Linked DNA regions of Mus musculus: all the other regions are linked to region 1. The links are chromatin contacts, called in public Hi-C, HiChIP or PLAC-seq and Micro-C maps. All regions are on one chromosome and are shown on one strand. Each heading gives the region's core, a stretch centred on a gene start, on an enhancer-like site or on the middle of the called end of the contact. The rest is flanking DNA. Distances are from core to core; before and after follow the strand shown.

Region 1 (3,133 bases), core at 315-2,814:
CAGTAGGAGGAACGAGACCTTCCTTGACCCAGAGCACCTGTAGCTTCCAGTCAACTCCCCAGTTAGCACTGCTCCATTTTGAAAGGAACTGGGGAGTTAAGTAGAACTCTTCATCATGGATTCCTAGCGGTCTTGAAAGCAACTTGCTCAAAGTCACTTCTCTGAAGCCCAAAGCTCTTACGTGTTCTTTTTGCTTCCTTCCTTTGTCTCCAGACATTGAAGGAAGAAAGCCTGAGGTGTTGAACTGCAAGTGCCTATGGCCCAGGTGCCTGCACGGTTTATTAAAGAAACCTTTCTCTCTGTCTCCCCGTTTTTCTTCTAGACGGCCCTTTGTGGGTCCAGGCCATGAGCACCGTCTTCTAGGGACCAGGTCACACCATCAGAAGTCTTTTCTCTATTTCAGTAACAACTTTCTTTGGGTTGGATCCTGTACTGGCTATTTTTTTATGTCAGCTTGACACAAGCTAGGCTCACTGGGAAGAAAGAATCTTAAGTGAGAAAATACTTTCATATGATTGGTCCATAGGGAAGACTTATAGGGCATTTCTTGATATATAATTGATGGAGGAGGGCTTAGCTCACTGTGGGCACTGCCATCCTAAGCTAGTAATCCAGAACACTATAAGAAAGCAGGCCGAACAAGCCACGGGGAGCAAGCCAGTAGCAGCTCTCCTCCATGGCCTCTGCTTCAGCTCCTGACTCTAGATTCCTTTCCTGAGTTTCTGCCCTGACTTCTTGATGATGAACTGTGATCCAGAAGTGAAAGGGAAAGAACTCTTTGCTCCCTAATTTGCTGTTGGTCATAGTGTTTAGTTACAGCCATAGGAACATTAATAGACCCTAGCTTCCAGCTTTGTCAGTGGTGAGAGTTGACAAAGAGGTGCCAGTATATTAAGGATCAAATTGTGTTTCTTCGAAGCTGTGTTCGGAAGGGACTCCTAGCAAAGCACTCTTTGGAGGAGCTGTTTTGGACAGCTAGGGTGGGGCTGTATAGGTGAATAAGGAAGACAAGACAGCTGTGGTGGGCAGTAACTGTTTACGCACAGTCTTATGTTGCGTGTTCAAAGTTCAAACCAGAGGGCCCTCAAACACTGGTCACCAACAAACTAAATCCATCCTGTCTAAGCCATTTCATAGCTTTGGAAGCTGGTGAGGTTACATGCAACACGATGTGACCCCTGCCTGTGGCCTAGAAGAGGCTATCTCAAAGATGAAACATAGGCAGGTAATAATTCTAGTGATATTTTAGAGTAGGACTCTGATGAATTCAAGGTGTGGTTGCAAAAGCATTTGTCCCTAGATCATACAATAATTAAAACAACACCAACCAAAAAATCCCCAAGGATAAAAATACTGGTGTGATAGCATGGATTCCACGGTCTCTGGAGATATTGGACACACACAGATGTCTTCAAGCCCTCAAGAAGTTCCAGAGACACACAAAGATATTCACCTACACTTTGCTTCTTAAATTTTTCCTAGAAACTTTTTTCCCTCCAGAGAGACAGGGACACTCTACTAATGTCCCATGGAACCACACTGCCCCCTGTGGAACAGCCTGGTGCTGGCCAACTGTGCTGCTGGCTGCAAACATGGCTACCTTCTAAGACATGGGGCAGGGCTGTCCTGACAAGTCAAGCCTGCATGTCTGAAGATCGTGGGGCAAAGTTGCACTGGTGCGAGATCCCCTGCGCGTCTCTCTTCTCCCCTTTGGGATGAAGCTCCACACTCTACATTTTAGCACTGTCAATCTCCGTTTCTACACTTTACAGTTTTAGCCTTTTATGATTTTTCTCTCCTCCCCCTCCCCACAGCTCCAAACATCCTCCACTGCTGCTAAAAGCTCGACCTTGGCCAATTGCTTCCCTGGCTGCCTTTGATGGGCAGCTCCAGCCATCTCCTGGGCAGCTTGAGTTCCTGTCCCTCTCTGAAACTCTGGGTCCTTCTAGCAAGTGGAAGTGGGACTGACTTCTCCAGAGCCTAAGGTCTTGGAGGAAAGTAATGTTTTCTACAGACCCGGGTGCTGAAGTAACGACAGCCCTCCGTCTTCCTTCCTGCTTCTCTAACGATCCCTATAACATCAGAGTGCTGGGAGCACAGAGCCACCAGCTTTGCTCTGGATCTCTTTACACCTTGGGTCACCCAAGCCCCACACGCCTATGGAAGAGGATCAGCCTTCTGATGAAACCTGGAGCATTTCTGCAGCACAGTTCGGAGCAGAGGAGAACCAAACTTCCTTTTCCAAGCTGTAGAATTCCTGAAGCCAGAATTGAAGGGGAATTCTAAATATGGTCCCAAGGGTTTGGGCCTTGTACTGACCTTCTTAGGTAATGCCCCTGGACAGACCATCCTGTCCTTGCCCCAGTCCACCCTGGAACACAATGCCAGAGGCTTTCTTACTCTGGGGGAAATGGCGCAAGCAATTCTGTTGTGTTCAGGGCAAAGATGTTTAAATGACAATGCCCAGGGGAATGTCTCTCAGACACATAGTTACCATGGCACACAGGTGTTCCAGAGGACCCAGATTTGTTTCCTGTAAGCACTCTTGTAAGGCAGCACTCAACCACCAACTACCTGCAATTACAGTTCCAAGGAATCCTGTGCTCTCTGGCCTCTGTGGTGTGTTTAAACATATTCATTCTCTCTCTCTCTCTCTCTCTCTCTCTCTCTCTCTCTCTCTCTCTCTCTCATACACACACACACACAACTTTTTAAAGATGTCATGGTCAAAAAAAGGGGGGGCAAAGTAGGATTCTGGGAGCATCATTTGGAAGACATCACTGGCTGAGCAGCAGAGAGGAAGGTTCTTAGTCAGTGACCTCTGGATGCCCCCTTCCTGCCACAAACATATATGGAATGGAATGGTCCTGTGGTCTTTCCTCTCTCCCAACCCCCACATCCCTCATTGCTCAGGAGCCTCTAGTATGAGCCAGGCTCTGCCTCATGTATGTATTGCCCCACGGTCCTCTCCCCACCTCAGCCTGTTTGATTTCCATCCTGCCCGTCAGGTTTTCATTGAGGATCTCAGCAGGCTGACTGTGAAACCATGAGCTCTGCATGGACCAGCCAGCCTTGTGTATGCAGCAGAGAACGAGACCTGGCCTCAAACAAGAGGAAGGCAAGGGCCAGCATC
Region 2 (3,133 bases), core at 301-2,800, 240 kb before region 1:
GCTCTCTCAAAGCTTCTAACCTTGGAGAGGGATGGATGCCAGGGTCTCTACATGCTCAGGCTGGCCTCACACACATCATGTGACCTTAAGCTTCTGATCCTCCAGCTTCTACGTCCTGAGGAATGGGATCATGGGTCCATACCACTTTGATTTATGTGGTGCAAGGGATTATACCCAGAACTTGTACCCAAAAGCAAGCACCAACTGAGCTCCATCCCAAACCACTTCAAGCTTGTCGTTAAAAACAAAACAGGTAACACTCTGTCTAGTAAATGTAATAATAAACTGTAAATCATTAAGGACCAGGGATATCATGTATTCTTAATACTTGGTATAGTGCCTTTTACAGAAGTGGGGAATAAAAAAATTACAGAATGAAAGAATAAAAATATGCAGAAACTGACATTTTAGTTACTAATAAGGGTTATCTAATATGTAATAGTGGTAATTTAATGGATTGTTCTACATTCCATTTTCAGACCAATTCTTAAGAGTAAACTGGGAGAAGAAACAGCATTTTGAACACATCCACGTACTTGAGTCACACAATTTAATTATTTACTTTATTTTGCCCTCACACATGGAGGCTAAGCAAGTGAGCTTCCACTGAGCTATACTCCTAGCCCAGTTAGTTACATTTTAAACTTTCCAGTGATAAATAAAACAGCCTGATTATTCTAGGGATACATTGTCTCTACAAATGTGCCACTTTTTGCAACTCCAACCTGTAAAACATCAGTATTTTATTTTACCAATAACAAAATGGGCTACCTGCTGAACTCACCTTCTGACCAGACTTCTTTTCCATCTACAGAAACTCCAACCACGATGCCGGGGGCACCAACCTCATCCTAAGAGAAAAGAAAGACCCTGGTGGTTCAAAAGTAGACTGACTCCGCCCACTCTGCGGTCCCGCCCACCAGGAGGGCAATGGTTCTGCTCCGATTGCCCTGGCCGTCGGAGTGCACAGGACTCTAAAGGGGAAGGGGCGGGCCCCTCCGCGACCGGTGACCTCAGCTGCTACTTGAGCAGCCCTAAGAGCGTCAGCCCGCGGCCAGGCAGTCAGAAAAACGGAAGCCGCCGCCCTGACGCCCACTGGGCCCGCACCTTGATCCGGTGTAGCAGATCGCGGCTGCTCTCGATGGCTCTGGAGAAGCCCCTGGCTGCTGGCGGCGCAGGCGTGTGCGGGCTCCCCGGGCTCAGGGCCTGCTCGTGCGATAACTCGGTAGTGCCGGACGCCTCGGGGTCCGCGGGGGACTGAATGGGGACGGCGCCCCGCAGCCCGACCACCAGCTTCGCGCCGAGAGCCAGCCCCAGCCCGAGCCCCAGGCCGCCGGCCCAACCAAGGCCCAGCACAGGCAGGCCCGGTCGCCTGTGCGCCCCGCGCCGCCCTCCGTCCCAGGCTGGGCCTGCGGTGGCCGCAGCCCGAGCTGTCACGCTTGACAGGAGCCGGTACATGTTGCCTCCGCAGAGCCGGCTGCCTCCTAGCTTGCTCCGGCTTGGCCCGCGGCGGGCGGGACGAGGGGGCGGGGCTGAGGCGGGGCTTTACAGTACCTCTCAGTCAAGGCCGGGTGGGTGAGCGACGAGCGCATCGAGCGCCTGGTCCTCGTCTCCTTTCTAGCCTTCTGGCTACTAATCCTCTTTGGTTCCACCCCTCCTTTTCTTGCTTTCTTTTCCCTCCCTCTTTTTCATATCTTTCTTCCTTCTTTTATCTTCTCCTTTTCCTCTCTCTTCTCTCCCTTTAGCTCTAACCTCCCTCTCTTGTTTTCTTTTTCTCTCGCATCCCACATTCCTCCCTCTATCCTCTTTTCTCTTTCCCTCTCTTTATTTCTGATTCTCTCCTCTTTCTCCTTCCCACTTTAGTTTCTACCTGTCCCTCAAGCCTCTCTTTTCCTTTTCTCCTCCTCATCTCTCTCCTTTTCCATGCTTCTTCTCTCTCACAACACACATGATATCCTTAGACAAGTCTCCTGTCACAGCAACACCCTCTTGCCACCTTATGCCTATGTTAACAACACTCGCCCCTTTGTTTGACTGAGATGCACAGTGGTTAAAACACTTGCCATGCAAACACAAGGACTGGAATTCAAATCCCCAGTATCCGGGTGAAAATGCCCAGTGGGCATGGCGCCTACCTGTAACGGATTGAGAAACCCAGCCTCAATCCAAAGTTAGAAGCGCAATTATAGATGGTTTCCAACATAGTCTGGGACGTTCTCAGGCAAATGCTAATATGCATGTATATACATGCACACACACAAAAGTGGGAAAAAGCAAACCTGATGTGGGTTTTTTTCATTCTTTTAGGAGAATTTTATGTCTTGACTCGCCTTCCTGCCCAGTGACAATCATTCTAGCAAACATTAATCATCGTAACTGCTCTGGAGATTGGTTGTGTTGTCTGACATCAGTTCCATGAGGAAACTGGAGTAAAGGGAGGCTAAGGGATTTGTCTAAATCTACAGAGTTGTCAGGTGATGGCCCAGAAATGTACCTTCTCAGCCTTCCTCTCTTGTCAGAGGGTTTGAAGGGTTCTACGATCAGAGGCGTGGGCGGTGAATCAGCTTCCCAGTGGTGCGATGGATGCAGCTGCAGCTAGTATTATTACATGGCCAGGGTCCACTGGGCGCTACAGCTGCCCTTCCACACCCAGTCCTGTTCTCTGAAGCAAACTCTAGCCAGGCTACTCTCAGTTCTCTTCCTGAGTAGGAAACTCTTCCACAGTTTCTCACAGCTCAAGGCTGCGTTGCTAGAGTGACCCTATCTTTCTTCAAAATACCTGCCTGAGAAAGATCAGAGTTTCCAAACGCAGTTACTGTTTGTTCCAACCACCACTGGAAAACAGAGCTCCTGTCCCCCAGTCTGTGGCAGAGGGTAGGAGCCTCACGTCATAAGTGCCAAATAGCAAAATGGGTGGATTCATGTGGACCAAAACCCTTTCTGCTTCTTGTGACTGTCCACACTCCTGATCAGCTCAAGTTGTCACCGCTCGCTCTCTCCTCCTACCCCATCACCTCTGCCCACATCCCATGGAGCTCCGCTTCCTCTGCCCTGCGTAGCTATGGAGTACGGTCTGGTGTCCAGCTGCGTCTGGCTTTGTCACACACATCCGTCGGTCCTGTCCAAAATGTGG
Region 3 (3,133 bases), core at 433-2,932, 190 kb before region 1:
TGGTTATATCAACACATCTCATGCACTCCTTGCTAGGACATTCTCTTAGTATGTTTATAGTATCCCGCTTATTAGCATGACACGCTCATTAGCTCCCAACACGGTTAAACTTGACAAAGCATACCTTTCAACCAGGGACTTCTGGTAGGAGCTCCTGTTTTCAAAAGCTATCTTGCCCAAGCATAGGTACATTGAATAACATTTCAAACAACTACACAGGTTATGAAGATGTTAGGAATACAAAGTTGTAAGAGATATTTAAAGCAGGACTCACAGCTGTTTAGAGGAAATAGACATTTTTTTCCTTTTTTGGGGGGGGGCGGGGGGGAGGAGGAGTCCTCATTATCAATCAGTTCAAGGAGGACCTGCTGCTGCAGGAAGAGCTGAATTGATTGGTATAAATATCTTTACATATACATAATATATTGTAAAAACTCCTTGGTTATTGAGGATTTAATGAAGCTATACAAAGGGAAACACGGGCCAGGCAGGCAGCCCTCCAGCCAATGCCCTTCCTTCCCATTTCTCCAGGTAGTTATCCTTTTCTAACCCCGTGAGTCACAGATTTTCTGGACATGGACTCCATTCCTAGAACATGGCCCAAGTTTTTAATCCTCATTCAGGGCCAGCTTTAGCTCGTTAGTTAGGCGGCGGTTTTGCTCGAGTTGATGGTAGAGTTGATCTGGACAGGTCAGCAAGGGTTAGCAGAAAAGAAGAGGCAGAAGGAAGAGGTTAGCTAGAGTCAGCGAGAGATGGTTAACAGGCTGGGAACACCATTCTCAGGACAGCAACTATATACCCTGGCCCCAGGCCCTCTGCCCTGGGTCCCCGAGAGTGTATGTAGAGGTGTGATGGAAAGAGGTGTAGGACACAGGAAGGAACCAATGCTCCCCTTGCACTTCCTTCAAGCCAGTGAACGCAGTCGTGTGTAGTTTAGGACAACAGATTTGGAGACTGAGGCCAGGCTAGAGGCCAGCCCCAGCCACTCATGCCTTGTTGGAGTTCAGTGGAGATTCTAGGTGAGCCCCTGACTAGCCTACTTCTGTACACTCTTCCTGAACCCCATCCTCTCTGCTCAGGGTGCTGCTGAGCCGGTGCTATGGTTTCTGTCCCACGGAATCTCCCTCCTCCCATCCCCCACACCAAGGCACATCCAAAGGCCGAACCCAACCTCGATAGTGTGTTACCCACAGCAGACAAGCATTTATCTCCACTCCACACTGATTCAGAGCTTATCTGCGTGCCTCAAGAGGACGACACTCAGGCTGGGCGCCGACGGCATGCATAAAGTAAATAAAACTGGGCCAGGAAGATGACTCAGCGGGCAAAGGTGCCCGTCACAGAGCCTGATGCAAGAGTTTGATCCCCAGGGTCTCCATAAGGGAAGGAAAACACCAACTCCTGTAAGTTATCTTCTGACTTCACATTGTTGTCTGTGGAAACCCCCACCCCTAAAAAAAAACCTCAAACAAACTCTCTCAAACCTCCATATTTGTCTAATGCGATACAAACTTTGTGTATTGCCATGGGATCCATTCGGGTGGCAAAGCAGTTCACCACAGGACTCTGCCGGTGTCAGATGGTCAGGGGACACCTGGCAACAGGTCAAGGACTAGCGCACACTAGGGAAACTGGCATGTGTGACTGCTTTGAATGACAGTGACTATGGACGTGGACATTCTGCTTGATGACCTTGGAGAGCTAACAACCCTACTGCCTACTGGTCAAAGCCAGCCCTCACTGCTGGGAAATGGAGTGCTTCCGTCAACTTCCTCCCATAAGTGGTAGAAGGTGAGGCAAACTGCTGTGGTCCTTCTGTTTGCTGTGTACTATGAAGAACTATGTCAACCCATGCCTTTTCTCTTAACTTATATTTAAAACTTCATTCAACTCTCATCTCCTCCAGACAGCACCCAGTGACACTTTCTGTTCTCTATTGGCTCAAAACCCACAATATCTACCAGAGTACACTCACCTCGTTCCTGTTCCCACACATGGCCTGCTTATACAGGACAAAGAACACACCCAGCTCAGCTCCTCTCATACCCTGCTACCTTCCAGTGTCTCCCACATACTTAAGAGGTTACAAAATAGAAAACCAATTACTACACCCACAGCATCATGGTGGGAAACCACCACTGTGACAGCCGACAAAAGGTGCCATTTGCAGAACCCAAATGTTTAGCCATTAGAACAGAAGAACACTGGAGAATCCAGAGGCCAATCAGGAATTCAGCTCACACCTCAGTGTTCCCCAACTCAACCCACTTTGGGCCTTGTTCCTTCTAGCTGCAGGGTAGCCAGTGACTGGGGTGACCCGAGGGCAGGCACATTTCTAAGTGTTCACCCTCCTGTTCTGCACAGACCCCAGCTGTCTTGAGGTCTCTGGTCTCACAGCTGGCAGCGATGTTTGTCTGGGCCAACTGAGGCTCTTGGAAGAGTCACGGATACAGGCTGGCCTGTGGCCTGTTAAACAGACTCCTGATAACCTCAACTTGCTGCGTGCACACCTTAAGCTACATGGGATCTGCTTTTATGACCCGCTCGATCCCATTTCTCCCGCAGTGAACACTCATAGAAAGTCTGAGAAGATCTCTGGGGGAGCCAAGAAATTTGTACCTCAAGATGAAGGAACGACAGACAGCTCGGCACAACTCCGAGCGTCTTGCTTCCACTGTGACAGATCACTCAGAAAGAGCACAGCTCTTAGTCTGAATTTTAAAAAGAACCAGGTTCCTAAATCATGGTGAGAAGCAGGCCCATGGAGCATTAGGGAAAGGGAAAGAAAAAAAAAAAAAGAGAAAAAACAAAACAAAACAAAAAAACCCCCCAGAAACCTATAGAAGCCATTGCAGCCTTCAGTGGAGTGACTCTGCCTGGATCCTAAAATTAGAGCCTACCATGCCACTAACTAAAATATTTTAATTCAGACCCTTTGTTTCTAAAAAAAAAAAAAAAAAAAAAAAAAAAAAAACTCTGCTCCGAAGACTTCAGAGTAAATGACTATTTTCAGAGTTTGCTCAAATTTACTCGAGGAGAGTGGTACGGCAGCTAACAAGTACCATCCACAAGACAGATGAGGGCCGATCACGCTTAAAACACTGGAGAGCAGAGCCAGGCTGACGTGAGAACC
Region 4 (3,133 bases), core at 188-2,687, 140 kb before region 1:
CTAGCAGCCTTTGGATGAAGATGTAGAACTCAGCTCTGCTCCTGCACCATGCCTGCCTGGATGCTGCCATGCTCCTACCTTGATGATAATGGACTGAACCTCTGAACCTGTAAAGCAGCCCCAACTAAATGTTGTTTTTATAAGACTTGCCTTGGTCATGGTGTCTGTTCACAGTAGTAAAACCCTAACTAAGACAGTGATGAACAACAATGTGGAAGTGTAATCTGAATAAACCCTTTCCTCCCCAATTTGCTTCTTGGTCATGATGTTTGTGCAGGAATAGAAATCCTGACTAAGACACCCCTCTTAGCTAAAATCTTTCTCTCTCTCTCTCTCTCTCTCTCTCTCTCTCTCTCTCTCTCCCTCTCTCTCTGCCTTTTCTTTTTCAAGGCAGAATTTTTCTGTATGTAGCCCTGTCCTAGAACTCATTTTGTAGACCAGGCTGGCCTTGAACTTACAGAGATCCACCTGCTTCTGCCTCCCAAGTTCTAGGACTTAAGTCTACCACCACCCAGTATTCAAATTTCTTCCCAAAGACTTATTTTAAATTTTTAATTATGGATGTGGGGTGAGTGGGAGGTGAACATAGCTACTCAGAGGCCAGAAGAAGATGCTGCACTTCTGGAGTTAGACTTACAGCTACATCCTCCGGAATGCCAGTCCTCCGGAAGTACAGTATGAGCTCTTCTTAGCTGTTGAACCATCTTTTCAGGCCCTCTTTTTTCTCAAATGTTATCCAGCTTGTAAAGGAGGAGGGGGGTCCATCTTTATTATTGGCAATGGCACAAACCACAAACCTCTGAGGCACTTTGGAGACAGTTTCCTTTTGATTCATAGACACAAGACAAGAGATGTGAAGTGTTTTCCTGGCGCCTGCCTGTGGTTACTCACTAGGGTGGATGTTTAATACGACCAGACACACAGCACTAATGCTATTCTCATCCCGAGGCCCCAACACATTTTTATACCTTTGAGGCCACAACGCGTTTTCATACCTTTAAGCCTTAGTTAACTCACCTGGCCACGTAGTGGTCGTTCTGTGGTTTGCTCACAAAGCGTTAAGCACAGTGTCAGCTGCTGCTGTCTTTCTATCACTAAGTACTCAGTAGATATCTAAACCCGACCTCTCCTTGTCCTGCCTCACAGTGTTGACACTCAGATAAGGCAGGCAGCAGATACTGGGCACTTGCAAGGAGGTTGCAAGGAGACACTGTTGTTAGGTCAACTGCTAAACTTAAAAGGAATACTGGGTGTGTGTGGAAGGATTGCAGGCTTTTGAGCTGACCCGGGAGGAGTGGGGGGAGGGAGGGAGGGAGGATTAAGGAACCCTGTGAAGCTAAAATAGTCTTGGAACAAATGAAATGAAGACCTTGCTCCTCCTGGAAGGTGACGCTCTCTGGCAAGTATTTCCCACACTAATGGGGCTGTGGTAACTGCTGTGCACTGGAGCAAGTCCTTCCCTTAGAAGCTGAGGGAGAGAAGGAGTGTAACCTGAGACCTGGCTCCAGTGACCTGAAACATCTGTGGACATAGTACCAGCCTTCCGCACCACAGACAAGCTGGGGCTGTGCTTTGTGTCTTACACCTGAGTCCTACTTCTCTGACCTGGCTGGGAAGGACACTTGGGCTTTGCAGACTGATACGTTGCTATCTGTAAACTGCCTTTCTTAGTCACTTCCCCTAGTACTGAGAGGAGCCCAGCTTTTCACTGTTCCCCCACCTCCCACCCCACACCATCACCTTATTTGGCATTCTGGGTGTTGGTGGCCAGGGTCTGCAGCCGTGTTCTGTGCTAACAATATAACAGTATTTTGCAAACTCTGATTCATTCCTAGGCATCCTGCTAGGTGCAGAAAAAGCACAAAGCTCTCTGCTAAAGACAGCATACACTCTGCTACTACTGTTCAGCTGCTAGTAGTCTAAGTTAGGACCTGCAGGGGCTCAATAGTAAAGGGGCTTGCTGTGCACGTCTTGGATCCCTAGAACCCCTGTAAAGGCTTGTGTGTACCTATCAACCCCTCCTCCCCAGAATCCACATGAAGAAGGAAGGAGAAAAACAACCCACAAAGCTGTTCACGACACACAGGCAGCTCCATCATGTGAGCGTGCGCAAAATTAAAAAAAAACAAACCGGATAATTAGTGAGCCAGGCATGGTCATTCATGCCTTTAATTCTAGGACTCGGGAGGAGAGGCAGGTGGACCTCTGCAAGTTTGAGGCCAGCCTGGTCTACAGAGTGAGTTCCAGGACAGTCACAGAGATACATCTAAAGGCCTGTGATACCACCAGTCACAGCTAATCTTGAGCTTCTGATTTTTCTGGCCCTGATGGAATTACAGAAGTGTACTACCACATCTGCCTTTATTTAGTGCTGGAGGTTGAGCACAGGGCCTCATGCATGTTGGGCAAGCAGTCTACTGATGGAACTATATCCCAGGTCTCCACATTAGTGCTTTAGAAAGATACAGAGGGGTCCATAGCATGAATTGAGTGGTCCTTGTTGATCATATCTTATCCTTGGATAGTCCCTTCCCACACTGAATCAAGGTTGAGGCACCAGGACAGGAGATGCAGTGAACAAGGTAATGTGTGACTGCTAAAGCTAGGCCTAGAGGCATTGAACCGTCTTCTCTGGTCTCCTGAATAAGCAGTTGGGAAAGCTTAGTTACCATGTTCTGAGAACCCCACAGGCTGCCTCCTAGAGAGGAGCCAACTTGCCAACCAGGATGGGTAAACCAGTGACTTGTGACACAACAATTGGAGATGGGGCAGAAAGGAGGTGTTATGGGAGAAGGCAACAATTACTGGACCAGTGCCTATCATCCAGTTCTCCTTGGATCCCTGATAGGCACCTAGACTCTCAGCAAACCCGAAGCTCCCATGCTTTATCTTTGTATGTGGTTGATGCTGGCAAGAGAGGCTGAAGAACTTGGCTTTCGGAGTCCAGAGCAAGACAATGGTAAAGTCTAAGGCCAAGGTAATGGAGGCAGGAGCAAGGCAGTGGCAAAGTTAAAAGTGATCATGGCAGGTAAGTCATGCTGTCAGGAGCTTGAGATGGCTGCTGGCTTGTTACATTACATCCATAGTTAGAAGGCAGAGATGATCACTGGTGTTCAGCTCTTTTCCTCCTTTT

Evidence for each region. A called contact is a pair of places that touch in the nucleus more often than the background predicts. HiChIP or PLAC-seq counts read pairs in DNA pulled down with a chosen protein or histone mark.
Region 2: a contact with region 1 is called in a Hi-C map of embryonic fibroblasts, with 2.8 times the contacts expected there. The contact joins the promoter of Lactb here to the enhancer-like site in region 1. A contact is called at or near these places in 7 of 39 promoter capture datasets (the 3T3-L1 cell line, embryonic stem cells, hippocampal neurons and 3 more), 5 of 484 Hi-C or Micro-C datasets (the C2C12 cell line, embryonic fibroblasts, gonadal supporting cells and 2 more) and 6 of 115 datasets of contacts at active chromatin or transcription factors (embryonic fibroblasts, embryonic stem cells, epiblast stem cells and 1 more).
Region 3: a contact with region 1 is called in a Micro-C map of embryonic fibroblasts, with 4 times the contacts expected there. The contact joins two enhancer-like sites. A contact is called at or near these places in 2 of 484 Hi-C or Micro-C datasets (differentiating embryonic stem cells and embryonic fibroblasts), 5 of 115 datasets of contacts at active chromatin or transcription factors (embryonic stem cells, epiblast stem cells, extraembryonic endoderm stem cells and 1 more) and 1 of 9 other capture datasets (pancreatic islet).
Region 4: a contact with region 1 is called in an H3K27ac HiChIP or PLAC-seq map of embryonic fibroblasts, with 18 read pairs. The contact joins two enhancer-like sites. A contact is called at or near these places in 1 of 15 datasets of contacts at CTCF or cohesin (the NIH/3T3 cell line), 3 of 484 Hi-C or Micro-C datasets (the CH12 cell line, cortical neurons and nephron progenitors) and 6 of 115 datasets of contacts at active chromatin or transcription factors (embryonic fibroblasts, embryonic stem cells, epiblast stem cells and 2 more).

The regions. Positions count from the first base shown.
Region 1 is chr9:67,211,912-67,215,044 of GRCm38.p6, forward strand. No RefSeq gene overlaps it. Among named protein-coding and RNA genes, the nearest start is that of Mir190a, 23 kb to the right of the region's middle. Within about 2 kb of position 1,565, at least 44 of the 459 cell types and tissues checked have an H3K27ac peak or open chromatin away from gene starts, as enhancers often do. A contact at or near this core is called in the C2C12 cell line, embryonic fibroblasts, embryonic stem cells and 2 more, where this site is marked.
Region 2 is chr9:66,973,934-66,977,066 of GRCm38.p6, forward strand. It overlaps Lactb (lactamase, beta), which reads right to left and starts at 1,551. Exons shown (of 6, transcript NM_030717.1): 1 at 1,108-1,551; 2 at 785-851. The coding sequence starts at 1,458.
Region 3 is chr9:67,023,884-67,027,016 of GRCm38.p6, forward strand. It overlaps a transcript of Tpm1 not described here. Among named protein-coding and RNA genes, the nearest start is that of Gm30639, 13 kb to the left of the region's middle. Within about 2 kb of position 1,683, at least 71 of the 459 cell types and tissues checked have an H3K27ac peak or open chromatin away from gene starts, as enhancers often do. A contact at or near this core is called in embryonic fibroblasts and pancreatic cancer cells, where this site is marked.
Region 4 is chr9:67,076,639-67,079,771 of GRCm38.p6, forward strand. No RefSeq gene overlaps it. Among named protein-coding and RNA genes, the nearest start is that of Gm10646, 24 kb to the right of the region's middle. Within about 2 kb of position 1,438, at least 54 of the 459 cell types and tissues checked have an H3K27ac peak or open chromatin away from gene starts, as enhancers often do. A contact at or near this core is called in embryonic fibroblasts, where this site is marked.